Regions from separate parts of the Mus musculus genome. Here region 2 is linked to region 1. The links are chromatin contacts, called in public HiChIP or PLAC-seq maps. All regions are on one chromosome and are shown on one strand. Each heading gives the region's core, a stretch centred on a gene start, on an enhancer-like site or on the middle of the called end of the contact. The rest is flanking DNA. Distances are from core to core; before and after follow the strand shown. Region 1 holds the start of Pou4f1 (POU domain, class 4, transcription factor 1). Region 2 holds the start of Spry2 (sprouty RTK signaling antagonist 2).

Region 1 (6,079 bases), core at 3,467-5,966:
ATTCAGGAAAAACAAACAAACAAACAAACAAACACCAAAACAAAACCCTAAAACTCATCCTTTCACTCCCACTGCCTCCCCTGCCTCCCCCTCTTGCGTGATTTTAAAGTTTGGTTGAGGCTTTCTGTTTGGTGTGGGTTATTTGTTTTGTTTTGTTGTTTTCTCTCATTTGTTGACCGGCCCTACCAGGACTTGGCTCAATATAAACACAAAAATGCACCCAGATCATAAAACTGCTCTTCTTTCAGTCATGTTTTATTTGGAAGTGGACTGGGACACATCTCCCTGTTGTATGTTGGCGCACAGAAATGGTTCTGATGGGGTGGGGTGGGGGTGGGGGCAATAGAGCGAAGACATAACCAAGGAGAGAGCTCTGCAGACACAACATGGACAGGAGGATCAGTCAGTGAGACATTTCAGGATTAACACTGGCAGTTTGTAACCACTGTGTGTGGGCCTGTGCATGAAAGAAAATATTTACAATAATGTGTTTTCAGTGGAAACAGGCAGTAGACTGTGAAATCACACTATCCACAAAAAAATGGTCTACCAGAAAGCTAGCCCAGTTTAGTGCTCAGTTTCAAATGCATAGAATGTTTTGTGCTGCAAACAATGACATACAACATAATTAAATAAATAACAACGCCTACCCAGAGTGAGACCTAATCACATTTCTTTCTGCACCTTTCGAGCCATGCATGATTTCAGTCTTGTTAAACAGTGCTTCCCCCCTTATCTCTTCCGTTTTCATCTTTAGTTATGGTTAAATGATAGTAACAGACCATCTCCACATGAGATCCAAAGGGGATCTTCTACACAACAAAGCAGGCATTTCACTAAACCACATTTCTCTCTCTCTCTCTTTCTTTCTCAAACTGTCTTTCTCAAAAAATTTTTCCTTAAAATCCGTCAGCAGCTTGGATTATTAGTATGAAATATCACACATGATTTTCTATTTTGGAAACTCATAGTGCAAATTGAAGTTTTTGTGACTCAACATTTATCCCCGGTAATAAATGATCCTTGAATAACAACAACAAGAACAACAACAACAACAGGGAAACACTGTTCCCCTTCCCCCAGGTAAGTGCAGACCTATTTGAAACGAACAAGGTGGGAGGGGCTTTAAATCTTTAAATCTCTTCCTTTCTTCTGGGATTTTAGGTGATTTTTCTTACATGGGACTCCTGCCCCCAAATGAGAGCAGAAACTTCTCAGCTTTTCAACAACTTCACGGTTCTCCAAAGGAGGGAGACAGGGACCTAGAAGAGCGAGATGGGCTGTATTCAGTGGAGAGAAGTGGAAACGGAAGCAAGTTTCTTCCCTAAGATCTCCCACCCTCTCTTAATAAGTGCGATGGCAGAGTTTGAATCCGAACTAAAAAAAAAAAAAAAAAAAAAAACAGAGGGCACTCTAAAGTTCTAGAAGTAGGATGGGGGGGGGGGGACACTGTCAGATAATTTGTTCATGGATCCATGAAGAAAATTATAAAAGTAAAACCCTACTGTAGGTATGGTCATTTAATTATCCCAGAATAAATTCTTTTTTTTTTTCGGAGAACCTAATTTCTGTCTTTTGAGTTCTCATTGCCTCAAGACCTGACCAAGACCACAAGACTGAGGCCATTGGCTCCTGGGAAATGAAGATTCGGTGTGAATGACCAGGCAGCCTCCCCAAGCGCATGTAAGCTAAGCTCCAGATGCTGAGTGGAAGCCAAGCCTGGAGTCTCTTTGGAAGAGAGGAAATAAACCAAAGAGGGTGCAGGTGTGAGACTTTAGAAGGGAAAGTTAAACACAGGACTAGCTTTCTGCCCGGAAGCTCAAGGTGCAGGCTGATAGATTTCCTATGTGACTCACTTGTGCTTGGGAAGTTGGGGCGGTGGTAGTAATGGTACTGCTGCTTTCTCTTCCTTGGGGGTAAACGAGGCTGCAGAATACTGCTCCCAGGAGTTAAGTTCCTAAAGCATCTTTGCCCCCCCCCTTATTTGTCTAGTGTTTTATGTTTTGTTTTTGGTGATGGTTGGTAGTTTTATCTTTGTACATAGTTCCTTGGTCCCCAGATGATTTTGTAAGTGTCTCTGGTCAAGATCCCCAGTTCTTCACCCATCTTTCCCTCCCACCCTGCTCCCCAGAACCATCCTGCTTCTCGAAACCCCCCCAGCTCCAGTCTTTGCGTTTCTCCCCCACCCCCCAGGCCCTGCTCACCTAAACGTCCCCCATTCTCTCCTGCCATCCCAAACTTTCTCCACACCCACACCCCTGTTCTCTAGGCTGGGGGACAGCTAGGGCCGGGTGCAGAGTGGAGCTGAGGGAAGGGCAAGAAAAGGAACTCCCCAAATGCAGGCAGGATAACGGACAGTCTAAATGAGGGGAAGTGGGCCAGAGGGAGCCCCAGAAACGCACCCCTCAGCTCCCCAGTGTGCCCCACCCGGCGTCTCACACCCTCCTCAGTAAGTGGCAGAGAATTTCATCCGCTTCTGCTTCTGTCTCTGGTTGCAAAACCACACCCGCACCACGTTCTTTTTGAGGTCCAGTTTCTCGGCGATGGCGGCGATCTTCTCAGACGAGGGCCGGGGTTGTACGGCAAAATAGGCCTCGAGGGAGCGCTTCTCGGGCGCGGCGATGGAAGTCCGCTTGCGCTTCTTCTCGCCGCCGTTGAAGAGCTCCGGCTTGTTCATTTTCTCACGCTGCGCGCCCTCGGCCTCCTCCAGCCACGCCTGCAGGATGGGCTTGAGCGCGATCATGTTGTTGTGCGAGAGCGTGAGCGACTCGAACCTGCAGATGGTGCTCTGGCTGAGCGAGCCCACGCCCGGGATCTTGAGGTTGGCCAGCGCCGAGCCCACGTCGGCCTGCGTCACGCCCAGCTTGATGCGCCGCTGCTTGAAGCGCTCGGCGAACGCCTCGAGCTCGCGCGGGTCCGTGTCCGAGTCGCAGATGGACGCCAGGCCCGCCGCGCCCACCACCGCCGCCGCGGCCGACGCCGCCGCCACCTGCCCCGCCGCCGCCGCCGCCGCTGCCGCCGCCGCGCCGTGGTGCGCCGCCGCGGCCACGAGCCCGGGATGCGGCAGCCCGGACGGCATGTTCATGGCCGCCGCCGCCGCGGGGTGCGACAGGTGGCCCAGGCCGTGCATGTGCGGGTGCGGATGCGCCGAGCCGCCCAAGAGCCCGCCGCCCGGGCCGCCGCCGCCGCCCCCCGGGCCGCCGCCGCCGCCGCCACCCCCGGGGCCGCCGCCGCCCGGGCCACCGCCGCCCCCCGGTCCGCCTCCGCCCCCGGGGCCGTCGTGGGCGCCGCCGCCGCCTCCCGCCGCGCCTGCGCCCCCTGCGCCGGCCATGAGCGCGAGCGACGGCGACGAGATGTGGTCCAGCAGGTCACCGGGCTCGAGCGCCTGGTGGTGGTGGTGGTGGTGGTGGTGGTGCGCCAGCGGCACGGTGGACGTGGACGTGCAGGGCACGCTATTCATCGTGTGGTACGTGGCGTCCGGCTTGAAAGGGTGGCTCTTGCCCTGGGACACCGCGATGTCCACGGCCGCCAGCGCCTCGGCCCGCGCCAGCAGCGTCTCGTCCAGGCTGGCGAAGAGGTTGCTCTGCAGCTGCAGGCGACACAAACCAAACCAAAAAGAAAAGGAAAGAAAAAAAAAAGAAGAAAGAAAAAGAAAAAAAAAGAAAAAAGGGGGGACAAACACCAAAGAAACCACAAAACAAACACACAAGCAGGAAAGCACGGGCAAAAGGCAAAACACAAAGCGACCAAAATAACAACGGGGGGTGGGAAGAGCAGGGTCAACGGAGGACCGGGGGACGATTTGAGAACATGCCGGGGTGGGGGAAATAGAAGGGGAGAGGCACAGGGCCAGGGAAGGGTAGAAGGGGACGCACACGGAAACACATTCCGGGGAAGACAGTGGGAGACGACAAAAAAGAGCGAAAAGAAGAAGAAAAAGAAGAAATGGAGATGTCACTCGAAGCTAAGGACCCGTGCCACACACCCGAACGAGAAAGCGAGCGAGCGAGCGAGCGAGCGAGCGAGCGAGCAGAGATCGCCTTGTGCAGGCGTAAAATTAACCGACAAAGTGGAGCCAAGTCGACAGCCGCGGCCCGAGAGCTCCCCGCGGATGGCAGGCGCTGGACAGAGGCACAGGCGGATGGGACCCGGGCCTCCAGCGGCCCCGGGCCACGCGTGCCTGGCAGCGGGATCCCTCTAAGAGCAGTCCCGCCCGCGGGAGCGGGGCCCGGAGCCGCCCGGGGCAGCTGCCGCCAGGCAGCGGCGCGGAGCGGGGGAGGGGGCGAGCGCGCGGGCCGGGACCGGGGCCGCGGGCGTGGGGCGCTTACCGGCGGCGTGGGCAGGCAGGCCCGCCGGATGGCCTCGGAGCTGGAGTGCAGCGACGGGTACTTGTGCTCAGGGAGGGTGGGATGCATGGCAAAGTGAGGCTGCTTGCTGTTCATGGACATCATCTTGGCGCCTTGGCATGTAAAAATCCACAAAACACTCGCAAAGTCCGCGGCAAAGTGCGCACGCCGGCTCGCCCGGCCTCCGTCCCGAGGCTGCGCTCGCTCGCACTGCTCGGCGGCTCCGCTCGGAGGCTCGCCGCGGGGGCTGCTGCTGCTGCTGCTGCCGCTGCTGCGCCGGCGAGCGCAGCCCGCTGCCTCGGACCGACCGCGCAGAGCGCCCGCCCGCCGGCCCGCGCGCAGGTCCCGCGATCCCGCTTCTCCGAGAGCTCTAGCCCCGGCGCGCCGACGGGCTGCGCTCCTCTTACACCTGAGCCCCACTTCTCGCGGCCGGCCCGGGCAGCTCTCGCGAGAGCTCGCGGGCCCCGCCGCGCTGACAGACAGCAGCTGTCTCCGTCTGTCTGGCGCGCGCCCTCCCCGCGGCCGCGGCGCCGTGCTTGGGCGAGCGAGCGGGCGGGCGGGCGCGCGCGCGCTCGTCGAGCCGCGACCGGCGGCGGCGCGTGGGAGCCGCTCTTATAGTGACCACCAGCAAGGACAAGGCAGGTGATGCACCTGTAGCTGGCCAGGCATGCGCGCTGCAGGTCCCACCTTGCCTCCGCCGGTCTGCAAAGATCAAAAAGGGCCCGTTATTGTTGAAGGGTAGGAACCTTTTGGAGGAAGAAAGCCAGGATGCAAGCACTCCTCTCGGGTGTGTTTTCCTCCCAGAATATATGCGCATTATTTAGGCACACCTCCACTACCCGGTGCCTAACAAGCTGTTATATAATGTATACAGAGAGGCATTTGTATGTTAAATTATGCCCGTGCATTCCTCTGTATATGGAGAAAAATAGCAACACAGAAATGCGCTGTGGATGATGCTGTCTTTATGCTGCAAGAACCTGTTTCTTTCATGGTTTATAAATAGGCTCCCGGAGAATAATAGCCATGACAGACAGTTGTTTGAAGCAGTCAGACGCTATTGATTTCCACGTAATTTAATTTCTCTGCATACTTTGTTGTTGTGAATATAACTGTGTCAGGCACCACCAGTGACAGTCACTTAGGAGCAGTAAGGAGTGTGTGCTTTCTACTCGGGAAAAGCTGTTGAAATGAAATTGTGCATTTCTCTTATTGTTTGTCTCCTTTAACCGTGTACAAACTCACATTTCAAAGGAGCTCTAGGTGATCTGAGGCTTTGAGTCATCAAAAAGGAAAAATAGTAAACAGGGTGTAGCCGAGATCTTTATCTTTTCCTCTCCAGTGAGACACACACACACACACACACACACACACACTTTTTTCCCCCCTGGAAACTCCAGGAAAAGAAATCCACTTCAGAGAAAAGGGAATAAGATGTTGAAAAGAGAACTTTCTTTCACATCGCTTTGGACCCTTGCTTTTTATATCTGCCTGCTTACAGTATTTTTCTTACCTGGGATACAGAATGAAGCTAATCTATAGATTGTAATTCAAAATGTAAATTCAAATCAGATAGAAGGAACTGGTATGCTATCTAGTCCAGCCTTCAATAATAGTAACAACAACAACTGTGAAATGAAGACCTATGAAGAAGAAATAAATTAATGAACCTGTTATATTACCCTCATGTAGCAGCAGATCAAGGGCCTCTCTGGGGAGCCTCAGCTTGGGTG
Region 2 (6,026 bases), core at 1,022-3,521, 1.4 Mb after region 1:
GCACACACACACACACACACACAAAAACACCCCATGATTTTCTCATCTTGAAAAATACCCGAGAGCACAAAGCAAGTAACTGCAACAAGAAAAGTTTTAGGAATCTGAAATGTCACAGTGGAAGCCTATGATCCTGTCAAGTAAACTTAAAAATTACAGTCATGCTTCGATTTAAGTACCATCCCATCCCCTCTCCCGAGTCCACATGAAAATAAAGGAAAATAAGCAAAACCGGATTTTTTTTTTTTTTTAACCCAACCTCTGCTTTTTGGAAAAGGACAGCGAACAAGGCAGGTGACAAACCAGACAGAGCTGGAAACCGGATCTGCTCACCTCCAACAGCAAGGTACACAAGGCTGTTCTTCGCTTTCAACCCGTTTATCGGCTCTATCTGCGCCCCCACACAGTCCCCAGCAGGTGGGACTCAGCTAGAACCCCGGGGGACTTTTCTCCAGGCGGACTGACGCTGTCCAGGGGCCAGCCCGGCCCCTCCCGTGTACAATCTGCAGAAGCTGAGGCAGGCAGGGGGCGCGGGCGCCTCCGAAGGGGACGTGTCATGAAAGGCACGAGCACACTTTCCCCTCCTCCACCCCCGCGGCTAAAATTTCCCCCAACCCAAGAGGAACTGCCATCCGGCCCCAAGAGGGGGAGCCACTCTAACACGCCCACCCCCCCGCCGCAAGGTCACCACAAGGTGTTTCTGGGAAGGCCCTCAAAACGGCCGTCCTCACTAGTTTCCAAAGCCGACGGCCCGAGGAAGAGCCGGGCTTAGGGCGCACAGCTTGCACCCACACTCCCAGAGCGACTCCACGGGGCAATGACCTAAGCAAGCACTGCCTGTAATCTGCACACGCCTACCTCCTTTTAGATCAGAAAGAATAAGACATACTTCTTAAAACGAAAGAAAAATAGCTTCATCCAGAGCCCCACTGCACCCGCCAGGCATACACAACTATGAGCCCCGGGGATCGGAAACTTTTCCGTGAGGACCTGCTTGCTGTGCAAAGTAGCATCTTTTGGAAGAAAAAAAAAAGTTGATTTCTACAGATCCCTGGCCGCCTCCAATGCAGCCCCCCCCCCTTCTGCGCTCTCCCAGTTCCTCTCCCTCCCCCTTTGAGTGCTTTGAAACCCCCATTAAGAACAGTGTGTGATCAGACTAAGGATTAGGGGGAAAGGACTTCAGCACTAGGGTGGGGCAAACCGACACAGAAACCCCTTTGTAAAAAAGGCGTTAAGACTCCAAATCTTAAAAACAGTAACACAAAAGAGGGAAGGGGGGAAAAAACTAGCCTTTTTTATTTTGCCACCTACTTTCAGGTAATGGAAAACGATCGCGACCACTTGATATCTCTTCCTGTGCTAAGTCAGCCTCAGTGTCCAAATATATTAAAAAAAAAAAAAAAAGCGTGACCTAGGCCGACCACGAAGAACGGAAAAAAAGAGAAAGCTGCACTTCCGAACCGCAGAGACGCGGCGCCAGGCTGGGCGACGCTCCCACCCGCACCGGGCTAGACTGTCCACACCCGGCAGAGGCGGGGACTCCCTCCGCCTGGCACTCTCGCCTCCGCTCGCCTGCCGGGTCTCCTGGCCCGGTGAGGTGGAGAGGTGAGAAGCCCAGTACCGCAGCCCCACAGGCGCCTCCGCCTCAGGATGGCTCTTCTACAACTTAGCCTTCAAACGAATGGAGGAACAGGTTAGCAATGCCAGAGCCTGCAACAGCGACCTAGAAAACACTTTGTGTTTTCCCTCCCTTAAAGCTCTCGGCGACTGAATCGTCGCCAATGCAGGGATAGGAGTAGAACGCAGTGAAGCGGTCCTCCGCCCCAAACCCCTTACGAGTGAGCTGTCGTGGGACGGGGGATACTGCATAGGCGTACCCTGTAGCCCGGCCATGGCCGAACCCCTGTTCTAGGCGAAGGAGATCCGCGGGGTAGTTCCCTAATGCTCCCGAGAAGCAAGCTGGTTTAGTGGAGAGAGGAACCCGGACCCCACTCCCGGCCGGCTATGGTTCCAGAAGGGGAAAAGCCAAACGCTCCTCACCGTGATCGCGGCTTTGCACCAACCCCTCTCCCTTGAATCCTCTTCTTCCAGCGATGTGCAAATAAATCCAGTCCTGATGCAAACTTTTTCCTTCTTTCCAAACTCTGCTTCAGTCCAACTTCCAAGCAATCGGTGGATTAAAACCACGGGGAAATTTTGGAACCCAGTCCTCCACCGTTGGAACCCTCCCGGATTCCGGGATAGATGACCTCCCTTCCAGAAGCGCACGCGGAGTATTTCCTTTTTCCCCCCTTCTCTCTCTCCTTTTTTTTTTTTTCTCAATGAACAAGAGGCCGAAGCGGCAACGTTGGCGAGTCTCTTTTTTTCCTGGTCGATGAGAGAAAGCGAGGCGAGCACGGCCTTACAAAGAACCTAAGGCCAGCTCGCCAAGACCCGGGGGCCCGGGGCTGCTCCCAAGTGGAGGCAGGCGCGGGGCCGAGGGCCGGGCCGGGCGCGCGCGGGGGCCTGGGCGCTGCGCGCTCCGCCGGCCCCTCTCCTCCGCTGGCGCTGCGGCGCGCAGCTCTCGCTCGTGCAGACTGGGCGTTGCGGAGGCGCGGCGGCGAAGCCGAGGCGGGGGTGGGGGTGCGGAGGGGGTGGAGGCGGCGGGGGAGGAGGGTCTGGGGCCCGGCCGGGGATGGGGGGGGGGGGTACGGGGGGGGAGGGCGCCGCTGGCCTGCGCCCTCGCCTTTCCGGAGGAGGCAGGGAGCTCTGCAGCGGCCGCGGCAGCAGTAAATGGCGTCATGTGGATCCGAGGCGGAACAGAGCAGTTGTTGTCCCAGAGGATATATCGCATCCGGTCCCAGCTCATTGGCTCCGCGGGGCTACATTCACTCGCGCTCCAGCGCCCGCCAGCGCTCCGAGCCGCAGGAGGCATTCAAAAGGGCAACCGCGCCGCCCCGCGCGTCCCCAGCCGCTCCTGCAGCCCCGGCGCCGTCACGCGGGGCCGCGCGGGCCGCCGCGGGGTCAGTTTATCTAGTTTCAAGGAAACACTGACCTTAAAGGGTCCCCCCCCCCATAGCCCCCACCCAGAGGCTACCATACCAGCCCGAGGCTGGCCTCGCTTGGGGAACTTTCTCCCCCTCGCCGCCGGGAGGGGAGAAGGAAGAACGTTGCAAACTAACCCGGCCGCCCGGTGCTAGCGAGAAAAGCGAGTCGCAGCTTTTTAGATTCGATTCGGAATCTCCATTTCGATCCTACCTCTTCTCTCCTGTCTTCCCCCCCACCCCGCCCCGCTCCACCGCACCCCTCCCCCACCGATGCCCAGGGGGCGAAGAGGGTGGGGGAACAGGAGGGGGAGGGAAAGGGGAGCGGGAAGTGAGGTGGGAGGGCTATTGGTTTATTCTTTGTCTACTGGATTAACCCGATTATACACCGGGCACCAGCACAGCCCGCCTCCCCCACCTCCCGAGCCTTGTACGGGAGGAACGGAATGTAGATTCGGGTTTCAAGTCCCTTCTGCTCTGGCTGGGATTGGCTTTGGATTGTGTGTGGACTTGTAGTTTGTTAGAATTTCCTTTTTAAGAGGGATTATCTATAGATGGAGGCCTTTTGAAGATTTTTTTTTTTTGGTACTGTTTTGCTCGATGCAAAAACCTTTTAAATTAATTCTGTAATACCCACGCGATTACTCAGGGCGACATCATGGACTTCCGAAATGGGGGGGGGGGGGAAGAGTCTGTTTCACTACAGAATTCCTCCTTCGCGAAACCATAAATAAAAAGAGCGTCATCTTTCAAATCCCACTATCTGTCACCTAGAACATTCTCATATAAGTTCCTCCTGTTCATGTTGGAAGCGGACTATAGTTAACCATTTAAAACTCTAAATAGGTACTCTCTGGCCGCGGCTGTACTAAGGTGCCTGCACATGGAAGCACGCGCGGGGGGGTGGGGGTCACTGAAATGCATCCACACGCACACGTTGCAATTTTAGCTGAGATTTTACATTTTTTTTTTTTAAACCGGAAGGTACCTGCTATAAGGTCAAAATCCCCGCACAGCACCTGCGACCTTGCACGGTGCGAGGTTAGAGCTCCTAAAAACGTGGAGATTGACTTCTCTCGCTCCAGTCCTCACCTGTTCGCTGCTACCCTGGGCTCTAGCTGCCTTCTGGCGACGTCTCTAACTTATCCTGGCACCTCATTCGCCTGGCTTGCGCTCTCTCCTTGCCCTCTCGGTGTTTCTCCAACCACTCTCCTCCTTCGCCTAGGGTTTGGAACTAGAGATGGCAGGGGAAGTGGCATGCGTTATTTCCGGGCGCTGGCCTGCGTCCCCCCAACTCCACGGCTGAGGGTGGAAGACGCTCGATCGGCCGACTCAGTCGCGTCCCAGCCACTCTGGGCTCAGGACAGCAGGGCCTCTCCGGCCACCGCGGCTCACGCGGCGTCGGAATCCGTGGAGTCTCCAGCAGGCGAGCGCGGGCGCCGCTGCGCTTCCCGAAGGAGCCGCCAGGGGGCGAGCGCCAGGCGCGGGCCTCGAGCTGCTTTCTTCTGCGGGACTCAGTACCTGCTGGGGGGCTTCCTTTCAAAGAAGTGGGTTGGCCGGCTTCGGGAGTCTAAGATTTCTAGTATAAACGTTAGGCAAGGTGGAATTTCTTGTCACCCCCCTTAGCCACATTCCCTTTGAGATTGAGCTGGTTCGATTCCGAAGAAATTCGAAATTTCCACCCAGGAGCTAGGAGGGTCAAAGGCAGGTTGTGGGAGGCAGGTCAGAAAGGAGTTGCTGGTGTGTGACCAGCTAGCATCTGAAAGCAGAGCTGGCAAGGGAAACACCTCCCCTCACACCCTTGCACCCGGTGGCCGCTTCTTGGGAGACATTTGCCCCATGCCATTTCCTCCAGCGCCGCAGGAGCTCTGCCAACAGGTCATTAGGAATCAAAGCATAAAATAGAATTTAAATCAGGAACTTCCGGATGCTTGGGGAAGAATGTAAGAATTCCTACTTATCTTTCATACATTAGAAAGGATTTTAGGTAATAATCTACTGGTTTTCTCTCTCATAATCCTCACATTAGGAAAACATTTTTACCTGTAACTTAAGAGCAAAATAAATGGAAGAATCTGTTGGATTCTCTTAAATTATTCCTTAGGCTGTATCTTAGTGCTTTATTGTTTTTCAGCCAGTGAAGTGTATAAGCTACTATATTGTGCTTCCAAAGACTACTGTTAAAATAAAAAAAGACTAATTGTATTTGTGCACACATTGTATATGCACAATGAGGTGTTTCATGAAACCGCTGTGCCTCCAAATCAGTTATCATGCTCACAGATTAAAACTGGAGTCCACTGTGGAAGAGAATCCAGGGTAATGGTAGCGCTCAGACAAACATCAAGAGAACTCTCACTTTCAGATGTGTTGTGGAAAGTTCTAGAAAGAGAACTCTGCCCTAAGCAGAGGTTTTACCACTTGTCAGGCACTGTGAAACAAAACACAAACAAGTCCAAGGGACTCGATGTTGCAATGAGATACTCAACTCCAGGTTCCCAGGACTCGTGAAGTAATATACTTTACCGGGGCTAGCTGTTGAGCAGAGTCTGCTGTGTACTAGTGTTCTCAACTCTGGCTTTATTTTCTGATTTCATATATTTGTTCTTCATAACTATAGCCTTCCTCATTTGTTGTTATTAGTGAAGTAGAATATAAACACTCTGGGACTCTCACCTCCTCAGGTCTTTGGTAGAAGGTAGTGAAGAAGAAGGTGTAAGCAAGCATCTTTAGAGTTGTGTGCAATGAACTGAAACACTGTTTAGGATTGTCCTTGCCAGCTGGTCTAAGCTGTTTGGTCTTCTTTACAATGTGGGCAAAGTGTATCTATAAAAGATTCTCAATCTAGTTTCTTTCTGAGATTTGAAAAAAAAAATCCCTTCACCTTCCTAGGTTTGGTGTTAGTTTTGAAAATGTAAGAGAAAATTTTGCAAACATACAATGTGCTTTTAACACAAAGAGTTAATCAGTATTTAAACATTTTGTTCTACTACCAAAGGAGTT

What was found. HiChIP or PLAC-seq counts read pairs in DNA pulled down with a chosen protein or histone mark.
Region 2: a contact with region 1 is called in an H3K27ac HiChIP or PLAC-seq map of cardiomyocytes, with 7 times the contacts expected there. The contact joins the promoter of Spry2 here to the promoter of Pou4f1 in region 1. A contact is called at or near these places in 2 of 484 Hi-C or Micro-C datasets (cardiomyocytes and embryonic stem cells), 7 of 115 datasets of contacts at active chromatin or transcription factors (astrocytes, cardiomyocytes, embryonic midbrain and 3 more) and 1 of 9 other capture datasets (embryonic stem cells).

The regions. Positions count from the first base shown.
Region 1 is chr14:104,463,283-104,469,361 of GRCm38.p6, forward strand. Pou4f1 (POU domain, class 4, transcription factor 1) reads right to left here and starts at 4,717. Exons shown (of 3, transcript NM_011143.4): 1 at 4,329-4,717; 2 at 2,403-3,589; 3 at 1-1,262. The coding sequence starts at 4,451. The coding sequence ends at 2,447.
Region 2 is chr14:105,894,548-105,900,573 of GRCm38.p6, forward strand. Spry2 (sprouty RTK signaling antagonist 2) reads right to left here and starts at 2,272. Exons shown (of 2, transcript NM_011897.3): 1 at 2,041-2,272.